2 separate regions of the Rattus norvegicus genome follow, and region 2 is linked to region 1. The links are chromatin contacts, called in public Hi-C maps. All regions are on one chromosome and are shown on one strand. Each heading gives the region's core, a stretch centred on a gene start, on an enhancer-like site or on the middle of the called end of the contact. The rest is flanking DNA. Distances are from core to core; before and after follow the strand shown.

What was found. Hi-C and Micro-C count contacts between places; a contact is called where the count stands out from the background.
Region 2: a contact with region 1 is called in a Hi-C map of the Rat2 cell line, with 5 times the contacts expected there. The contact joins two enhancer-like sites. A contact is called at or near these places in 3 of 12 Hi-C or Micro-C datasets (the Rat2 cell line, mammary epithelial cells and psoas muscle) and 1 of 1 datasets of contacts at active chromatin or transcription factors (oligodendrocytes).

The regions. Positions count from the first base shown.
Region 1 is chr17:13,266,039-13,271,147 of GRCr8, forward strand. It overlaps LOC100910343 (a long non-coding RNA gene), which reads right to left. Exons shown (of 9, transcript NR_185105.1): 4 at 2,178-2,443; 5 at 1,122-1,625; 6 at 254-673. Among named protein-coding and RNA genes, the nearest start is that of Gadd45g, 260 kb to the right of the region's middle. Within about 2 kb of position 2,878, at least 2 of the 93 cell types and tissues checked have an H3K27ac peak or open chromatin away from gene starts, as enhancers often do.
Region 2 is chr17:13,521,605-13,526,496 of GRCr8, forward strand. No RefSeq gene overlaps it. Among named protein-coding and RNA genes, the nearest start is that of Gadd45g, 6.3 kb to the right of the region's middle. Within about 2 kb of position 1,902, at least 28 of the 93 cell types and tissues checked have an H3K27ac peak or open chromatin away from gene starts, as enhancers often do.

The sequences.
Region 1 (5,109 bases), core at 1,628-4,127:
CCTCACACCCACAACTCTCCTCTTTAGGGAAAGTTTGCTCCTGCTTGTCCATGGCCCCGGTTCATTCGCACACAAAATGCTTATTCCTCTCCTCTCAGGTGCCTGACTGGGGTTTCCTCTGAACAGACTCTCCCCGTTTCCCTCATGTCCTCTCTCCTCCTGTCATCTTCCTTTTGTCTTCCCCGTGTCCCATTTGCCCCTCACCTCCCTTCTCTCCTCCCTTTACAGCCAGTCACCATCCTGCTAGACTTACACAGTCTCTGCGCTGGTCAGTGATAAAGTTGGTGAGGATGAGGGAGGGGCGAACTGGTGAAGCCCCTGAGTCCAGTGGGACACTCAGTTCTCTCACTGTGGGCGTTCCATCCCAATATCTTACAGAGACTGGAGGGATGAAGCTTCATAAGGTGGAAGCCATGTGGATCACATCCCCCAGAGGACAGTACTGGCTTCATGTTGAACTAAAGAGTGAAGGTGCTATTAGCTCAGATCCAGCAGCTAGAGGAGAGGAAGGCGAGCTTGTGCCTGGCTCCCAGGGTTGTCTGGATGCCAACAGGTGTTTGAGCAGACAGGCTCCTGGAATTCCGGCCTGGCTCCTTCCTGTCACTCTTGGTCCATACCAGGCCAACCCCAGCCCTGTGGTTTGACGACCACAGAGCTGGGCCTGTTTTCACCCCTTGAAAACAAGACATGAGGACTCTGTTAGTGACTTTACACAGACACGACTTTAGCACTGAGCTAGCCCTGCTAGACCATAGCTCTCTGCCTGATTCCTCGTACCTGAGCCTGTGTTCCCTTTCCCTAAGCGATTGTCCTTCTCCCTCCCTCCCTCCCCCTCCCTCCTCCTTCCCTCCTCACTCCCTCCCTCCTCACTCCCTCCCTCCTCACTCTCTCCCTCCTCACTCCCTCCCTCCTCACTCCTCAGCCCCTGGCCACATCCTCTGCTCCTAGCTCAACTTCCCCAGAGTTCACTTTAGGGGGATGCTGAGGAAAAATCTCCCTCTGGGGTCACAGACGCCTTAGGGTTCGTGCCCTGTATGTGGGTACATCCTGTCGGCAAGTGAATGTTGGTGGTCATGCCTATGCTGTGTTTCCCATGAGATCAGATTTTCCTTCCCTCTTACCTGGGAAATGTGCTGTTTTCCTCTGAGATAGAGAGGCAACAACATAGAGTGGGAAACAAGCGAACAATCTGCACCCCCACCTCCTTTCAGCCCCTTCGTCTGGTGGTGTCGGAGGCTGTTGGGGGCCGCCTGGCTGCGGCCAGTGCTCACTGATGATAGGGTCCAGTGACAGCTTCTCAGGGGATCTCCTCCTGACATCTCATCTCTGGTTCTCCTGTCCTGAGGGAGTATTATGGAGCCTATGTAATCAGGTGATGTCTCACTGGATCCCAAGTCAAAGGGGATTTCCTCTGTGACGCTGCAGCTGCTCCCAGCATCCACAGCAGCACACGTGGGGTTGGACAGCAGGGTATGTCAGGTGAGCTGGACTTGAGCAGACCTTGCTGCTTCCTTTCTCATCCACCTCCTGCAGTTGATCCTTCCCAGATGAGATGAAAGTGGGAAAGAGGCGGGTGGCAGGAGGACCTGTAGGGCTCATGTTTGAATGGCGCTTCACAAACTTTCCTGTTTGGTAAAAAATGTGCCCATAGTTTAATCAGTATTTCAGTATAGTATGTGTCCCCAACATCATTAGTCTTTCTCTTTCCTATAGACTCCATGATTTCCTGGACTTTGTAGCTCATGGTGCCAATGGCTTTGGCAATCTTGATAGTTGGAATTATTGGGGTGATTACTGTGGGTGGCAAAGTTTCATCACAGACATAGCCATGGGTACCCCATGAATCGGCCTACAACAGACAGAAGGGATTCCCAGTTCTCGCAGGCTCGGTGGCCTTGGGGCTCTGCGATCAGCTGCTGCAGATCAGAGGGGTTCAGGGTCTTGTACAGTGTGAACCCAGCAACCACAGTGTAAATCAGGCTGCTGAAGCGCCCTCCGTGTGTCCATGGGGACACACGTGTGTGTCTATGACAGCCTGAGCCCTCCAACAGCTCTGGTGCAAAGGAAGAACGTGTGTGGCAGACTCCTAACATCTGGCCATTCCCAAGCCACAAAGTTCCCTCATTTGAACACAGACGACTTCATCCCCCATCTACAGGCTCCAGCAGAGCGCTCACCTTTCTGGGAGGTCTGCTGTGGGCTTCAGGCGTCTTAGCATTTCTCAGTAGTGTTTGAGGCTAGGATGTCTCTGGCCCTAGGGAATCACTTTATGGGCCTTCCTCCCAGGAGACAAGCATGTCAGTTCGCCTACCATCACTCACAAATGCCCAAGCGCAGCTTCTTGGCAGAGAAGGTTACGTTGGGATCACAATTTTGGAAGCTTCAGGCCACACTCCACTCCTTCCATTGCCTGAGGCCCAAAGTGATACATTATGGCCAGAGCCTACAGTAGAACAAAACTCACTTCACAACCAGGCAGCGGAAGGAAGGGAGGGAGGGAAAGAGGGAGGGAGAGATTGAGACAGGTATGAAACACTGGAATTCTACAGTTCTCTCCCAGAGAACCCCTTCAATGACTCAAAAAGCTCTCACTGAGCCCAACTCCTAAGGTTCCCCCACCTCAGTTGCAGAGCCAACTTTCCATGCTTGGGCTGGACGGGACCTTCTACGCTCAAGCAAGAGCAGCAGCTCCTGGGAGGACGCCTGAGATGCCCACCCTGGCTTTTCCCTCCTGCCCTGGGCTGTTAAAATACACTTGGAAGGCAGCCTGACAGCAGAGGCGACAGGGTTGTAGAAGAGTGGCCAAGGGCGCAGCACTCACTGGCAATCTCTGAGATGCAGTCAGGCTCTTGGCCTGCTCCTCTCATAAGTCTTTACCCTCGGAATCCAACACAGCAGCTTTTGTAAAAGCCTGAACTCTAGGTCTTTGCCTTTTGTGTGACAAACTGTGTTTTATTTCCATTTCTTCTCCCCTTCAGAGTGTGTGACTTCCCCCAAATATGAAACCTGTGGTCAGTTCTGCTTTAAGCCAATGGGAAATCAGTTCCATGTGTACACTGCCCATGATTGAAGGAGCCACAACCAAAGATTAGGGACTAAAATGTCCGTCAGCTGTGAGGCAGGTCAGCTGAGGATTCTCCTGGCGCATACATTGTGCTGATTTCTACTTGATATGGTTTTCTGCTGGGAAGCATGAGCTATTGAGTCAGAGGACAGTAGTCTGTGTGTGGTTCCTGATGCCTGGGGGAGGGAAAATGCCTGTTTCTTAAACTCTATTCCCAGGACACACGTTGCTTCAGGCCCCACTGAGTTCGATAGGACAGCTGGCGCCATAGTATTGGGCCACTCCACTGGGCCAGGAAGCATGAATTAGGGAAACAGCACACTTTCATTCGCCTGGGAACGATTCCAGAGACCCACCCCAATTCTATTTCATTCCCTGCACGGACTGGAGATACTTTACAGCACCCTCCGCTCCTCTAAAGACAAGCATAAGGAAGAGACAGGCACGAGTGAAAAGCATTGCACAATGGGGCTGGAATATCCACATCCACAAGTGGCTAGGTTTTAGTAATTTCATGATAGAGAGAGCTGATTGGGCAAGCCCACTTGAGGAATCCTAGCAAGAGGGCTGCAGAAGAGCTAGCCCCTGTTCTAATCCAGCCTGGTTCCTCTGATCCCAGGGTAGCCCAGGACAGCCCGGTATTTGGTTTTTCTTGCAGCCCCTACTGAGATTATCAGTTCCCCTGAAGTGATCTCTCAGCTGCTCTCGGCTTTCACACTCGAGTTCTAAGCCATCCCACATTTCCCAGTGACAGAGCTCATGCCCACAAGTGGTGCTCATCAGACACTCTCTCAGAGCACACCGAGTGGTCACATCTTGTCTCCAGTGTCCCCGACCTTCTCTAGAAAGGACAAGGCATGAAGTGGAGGCTCCACCCTCACAGTTTTGTGGATGGAAACTGCTGCTTTGCAGTAGACGGTGACTTGCACTGTGGAACCTCTCCCTAGCCAGGTTTCCCACTGATGTATACATCTCCCAAAAGCCCTTGTCTCCTATCCCTTGCCACTAATTGGTTGTTATCTTGAGCAGCTGCCCGCCCCCAGAAAACATAGCTTTTCCCCAGGCAGGATCCCACCTGAACCAAATTTATGTCAGTAAGTGATGGAGAAGTTGTTGAATTGCCACCTGGATTCTGACGGGCATAAAGAGAGCTACAGGAGAATGAAGGCCTTGCTGCCCAGTGGGATAGTGTGTTCAGAAAGGCCACAGAGGTCACAGTGAGCAAAGGCTCTAGACTTCTTGAGCAGGAGCACCTCTGTCATGGTGAAGACATATTTACCCAGGGTTCAGATTCATGGGTACGGGAAGGCTGCCCATAAATGTGCTAATATAGTCTTGATTGGAGTTTGGAAAACTCCATTGCTAAGATTCCTCGCTCAGCCACCCTGTGTGAGCACAAGCACATGACATTTCTTCCTACCATGACAAATCCCTGAGGCGAGAAGGATTCTTCTGGCTTGCAGTCTATGGGCACACAGGCCTTTGTTGGGAGGAAGTCACAGCAGAAGGCAGGGACAGCATGCACATTAAGAGCAGGAAGCCAGCTGGTCACCACCACGACATAGAGAGCAGAGGCTCAACAGGAAGTCGTCCTGCGTTAGAAACCTCAAAAGCCCGTCTCTCATGACTCATTTTCTCTAGCCAGGATCCACGTCCTAAAGATTCCCCAACATTCTGAAATAACGCCCTCACATGAGGAACAAATGTCCAAACACGTGACCCTAAGGGACCATTTCCATTCAAACCACAACAGCATCTCCCTCCCTAGCTCCTCCATTTTAGATACCGCGTGTATTTCTCCACTTTGGGGTTCAAGGCTTCCCTACAGCACAGTCGGGCCATTAGAGCAGAAAACCAAAGAGTAGATTTCCAGTTAAGACAGTCCATGGTAGCACACTGTAACATTTGCCAAGTGGAGCTGAGGAGCCTCCTGAGAGGGAACACCCTTACCCTAGTGCCTCTTGCTGGAACCGAGTTCCCTGCAGGAGAACACACTGTGCAGGGTTCCGCCTGTAGGCAAGTCACATCCTCCTGGCTTCTCACGT
Region 2 (4,892 bases), core at 652-3,151, 250 kb after region 1:
ACACGCTCACACACACATACACACACGCACACACACATATATACACATACACACACGCGCACACACACGTATACACATACACACACAGACACGCACACACACATACACACACGCACTCACGCACGCACGAGCGCACATACACAAATAAAAATAAAAAGGTCACTGGTGCTTCTGGCCATACTGCGTCAAACAAACTGTCACAAACTCCGTTTTGAACAGTTCCTGTGCCATTTCTTATGGTGCCATGGGCCAGCTGGGAAGGTACCTGTGCAGAGAGTCCTACAAGCTATGTGCTAGGCTCTGGGGAGTCTGAGTTAGAGCTCAAGTGTATTGTTGACAGGTACAGGTTCCTGTGTGGGTAAGAATTAGGTCCTCTTCACATGGTGGGGTGACAGCCAGAGCTAAGGACCACCCCGATTTGCTGCTTCCCAGCTAACTCTTGTCTTCCAGACCCAGCAGGGATGGATACACCCTACAGTATCCAAATCCCTTCCCTACCACTGCTCTTTAGGGTGCCTGTGACTAGATGAATCTCTTAGCAGAGCAGCTCTCTCTCTCTCTCTCTCTGTCTGTCTCTCCCTCTCCCTCTCTCTCTCTCTCTCTCTCTCTCTCTCTCTCTCTCTCTCTCTCTCTCTCTCTCTTCAGATACACCGCTCAGTAACCTTAGCCACATCTGGAAAGCCCTTTAATCAACTGAGGAAGAATGCTCAGAGCTGGCTCTCATCACAGACTCATGACCAGAGCTCTGCCTCCTGGTGAGTGTCACCTGGGACGCTACTGATGACTGTCATCTGTCCAACCTGGCTTTCAGGTCCAGCAGACAGCAGCAGATGCACAGGCACCAGCTGACCTCTCATCCATGCTCGGAGATAATTACCTATCCTGATAATGACAGGATTGGAAAAGCAGACTCCTGGACTTCAAGGACCTCGCTTGTGACATTTGTCCAGAAACCTACTCATCTCTGAATCAGGTTTTGTTGGCTCTGTGCTCTCCTGGGTAGAGAGAACCCTGCATGGGGCCTTCCCCGCCTAGCACTGTTAGTCAGGTACATGGGCACTGCTGAAAGATCTGTTGTCAGCCTGAGAGGAAAAGTCTCATGTCCAGAAGTGCCTGTTCCTTGTGGGAAAGGGCCAGGAAAGCAGCCCACTCTGTCCTCCCAGCAACACTGTGTTCTGTTCCCCTAAAGTTCTAAGACTCCCTTGGCAGCTGCAATATTGATTTTTACCTGGCACTGTTTCAGGCCAGCTCTGTGTGCTTGCTGCCTCCTGCCTCTCGAAAGGCAGAGAGACTGATGGGGCTTAGAGAGTCCATCACCTCCCCTGGCACAGCCCTCCACCTGCCCTCCCTTCCCCTGGCACAGCTCGTACCCCTTCCCTTGTCCCAGCCCTCCATTGGCTACTCTCCCCAGCCCTTCACCTGCCTCAGGCCTCTGTCTTGGATGCTGAGATCTGCTTTCATCATTGTCCTAGGCCAAGGCCTGGGAGCCACCTCAGCCAGGGCTTCAGACCAGACCCATCTCCTCTGAACGTGCTCCGGTGGCTGCTCTCACCTGGAGACTTCCGGTTGCCTAGTAACCTAAGCAAACCTAAGTGTGGGGAGGGATCTGCAATTGGAACAATTGAGGAAGTAGTGGGAAGAGCGGGGACAGCCTCCGGGGGCAAGGAGGCAGGCAGGCTAAGCCCACAGAAGACCACCTCCTCCTCCTCACCATCTCACCCTGCCATTGTCACCACAGCCATACTGCTATGCCCAGAGTCCTCCTTATAGGTCAAGATCCCAATTGTCAAAGGAGATTGTGGAGCAAGGGGGCACTTGGAGAGAGGAGAAGTGTGGAGCTCCGCAGGAGGCCTTTGGCCAGAAGGATCTGGGGCTGAGTCACTGTCTGTCCCAGCACAGACTGGACCTCTCTATATGGGCAGGGCTCGCAGCACGAGGAGAGCCCTGGTGAGTCAGAGGAGACGGCTCGGCTGGGGAACACCAAGACAAAAGAGTAGACATGAGCAAGGGGTCTGCAAGGGCTCTAGGCAGGGGCGAACTGTCAGCCTCTGCTCATAGGATCTCCCCAGAGTCAGACCTAGTTCAGAGAGCAGCAGCAGCCCTGGCGAGGAGATCCACTTCACTGGAGTCTGGCACCCCGCAGGAGAGGGGGAGAGGGGCTGAGAGAGAGGAAAGAGGAGGAGGGAGGGAGAGGGACCCGGAAGGAGGGTAATATCAGCTCCTGGGAAAGCACTCGGCCACTTTCTGGGAAGGGCTGGACTGCAGAGAATTCAGAGAGCGGGGATAAATGGGAGACGGCGCTCGAGAAACACTAAAACGACAGGAATGTGAGTGGTGACACATTTTTCGGCGGCATGCAGGAATCTCACACGATTAGCCACTGTGTGAGGGGAAAAGGTCTCCCTGGTGCACTCCCATTTCGCACTGCTTTCAACACCGTGCCTTCAAGGTGAAATCAGTAAGGACCTGGTGGGTCTGAGGACACTGGAGCGGGCCCCAGACACTCCCTGTATACACGGTCCAGCCTGATCAGAACTGAAGGGGAGGCCATGTCCAACACTGCACTAAAGAAAGCCAGCGGGCGTTCATCAAAGCCCAGATGCTACAAACAGAAAAAAAAAAAAAAAGTGTGTATGTCGGGGGTGGCTGGATGCCAGGTTCTCTAAGGACACCCGGCCTCCTCTTAGAATCCCCACCCCCAACCCCCACCCCAAGTAGCCTTCATCCTTTCCTGGAGAGCTTTTATGAACCTAGAGAGGTGAAATAATTTGGCAAGTCTTAAGAAGATAAAGGCTTGAATTCAACTTAAAAGCGGGGCAAGTTCCAAAGGCCAAATGTAAATTTGCTCTAGGTCAGAAACCAAAGCCCTGATATAGTTGCCAGCACCCCACAGTCCCCATTGTCCCCGCCTCTTTGCAGCCAGCTCAGCCATTCTTTGCAACCACATGCGTCTGAGGCTTGCCCATTTGAAATCAACCTTCGCTGCCCCCCAGCAATTCATAAAGCTCCCATGGGGCCTGTGGAAGGTGGAAGGACAATTTCCTTTGGACCATTCGAAGCAACCTGTTACTGGAGCTGGTAGAGTTTGAACCCGCCCCCTCCCCAGTAGTCCCAGCAAGCTAGGCTCAGCCACCTAACATGAGATCACTAAGTAAGTCAACAAGTGGTCATGAAAAGCAGAAAAAGGAGATTTATTCAATGTGGCCACATCAGAGAGAGGAAAAAATAAGAGATCCAGTGATTCCCCATTGCCTGTCCTTGGGATCCTGACACGACGTTTAGCTTCCTTGACCTTTGATAAAGGCAAGAAGAGGTATGCACAGCTAAGTGAACCTCACCTGGGTGAGGTCTCACCTATCGCTGAGCCATCTCTAGGCTCCTGTCTGTCCTTCAAGGTGGTCTGATAAGTTATCAGAACCGTGTGGAATCTCTTCCTGGGAGGCAAGTTACTCCTCTGGCGTTAGGACTTCACCTTTCCCTCCCCCACCTCCGCCCCCCGACGTGAAATTCTTGGGGAAATTTTAATTCTTTGGAGCCTGAAGTTTCAGTAGTCTGAATTCACAAGAATCTCTCTTTAACATATCTTCTGTCTTGTCAGAATAGTTACATACCTGAAGGAAAAGTTCAGGGGGCTGATGGCCTAGAAAACCAATGGTAAACCCCTCGAAATCTTTTTTTTAAATAGATATTTTTTAAAAAGTCTATTCTCTCAGTTGGCTTCCCAGCCTTGTTTGGTTTTCTCTTCATCTGGAAAATTTAATTTTTGCTTTTTCCCACTGGGGTAAATCTTTTAATGAAGTGCTTAATGCCAGAACTATGTCCTTTAGAAGTACACTAAGTGGCGGAGATCCTTCTGTCCTATCATCTTCCTGGGAAGGAAGGCTCCCTGAGTAGACACTGCTCTGTGCTCTGCATGAACAGGGCTGCCTAGCCCTCCCAGAACCCCCCAGTTCTGTCTTGGTTTCAATTATCTTAATCTTTCTTTAATTGATTTATTCATCTTGTGTGTGTGCCCATGGGGAAACAGCACACTTACAGAAGTCTGCTCTCTCTTTCTGCCATGTGGGTTCTGGGGATCAAAGTCAGATCATCCGGCTTGGTGGCGAGCACCCTGCCTTCTCTGCTACCTCTGTATCCGTCTCATCTTTGGGAAATGTGCCAGGGCAAATTTTACAGCAACCGTCTAATGCTAAGACAGGTTTTACAGTAAAAGAGCAGCACAGTTGACTTTTCCTGCTCTGGAGCAGTGCTACGGGTTTGTTTTAGACACTGGACATTTAGAATTCTGCAGAGGAAAACATCAGATCCCTGAAGCTGGGGCTACAGGCAATTGTAAACTGCCTCGGTGGGCATCATTAGCCACTAAGCCATCCTTCCAGCCCCAACCACCTTTTCTTTTTGAGACAGGTCTCTTAACTAACTTGGACCTTATCAAAGGCAAGGCTGGATCCTCCTGTCTCGGCCTACGCCGTACTGGGAGTATAAACCCATAGCACCATGCTCAGACGTTTTATCATGGGGCTTGAATCCTTTGTCTACAACACTTTAAATACTGGGCCATATCCCCGGCTCCAGGTGTTTGTCTTGTTTGACAAAGACTACATAGGCGAAGGCTCGCCGGCTGGATCAGACTGGAACGTGTATTGTCACCCCTGAGCTGGTTGTAGTCTTTGAAATCACTCACTCCAAGGAGGCTGCAAGAGACTGTCCACTGAAAAGGAAAGTGGCAAAAGTTGATACAGTGTGCTTGTGTGTCTGCAAGATGCAAACCCCAGTGGCAAACCCCATGTTTGTCCCAGCTGGGCTACAATGTCTCTTGGTTCCTTTTTTTTTTTTTTTTTTTCATTGTGCAAGTTTTCTCCAAATGAATTTGTAACTTTTCTAAATACAAA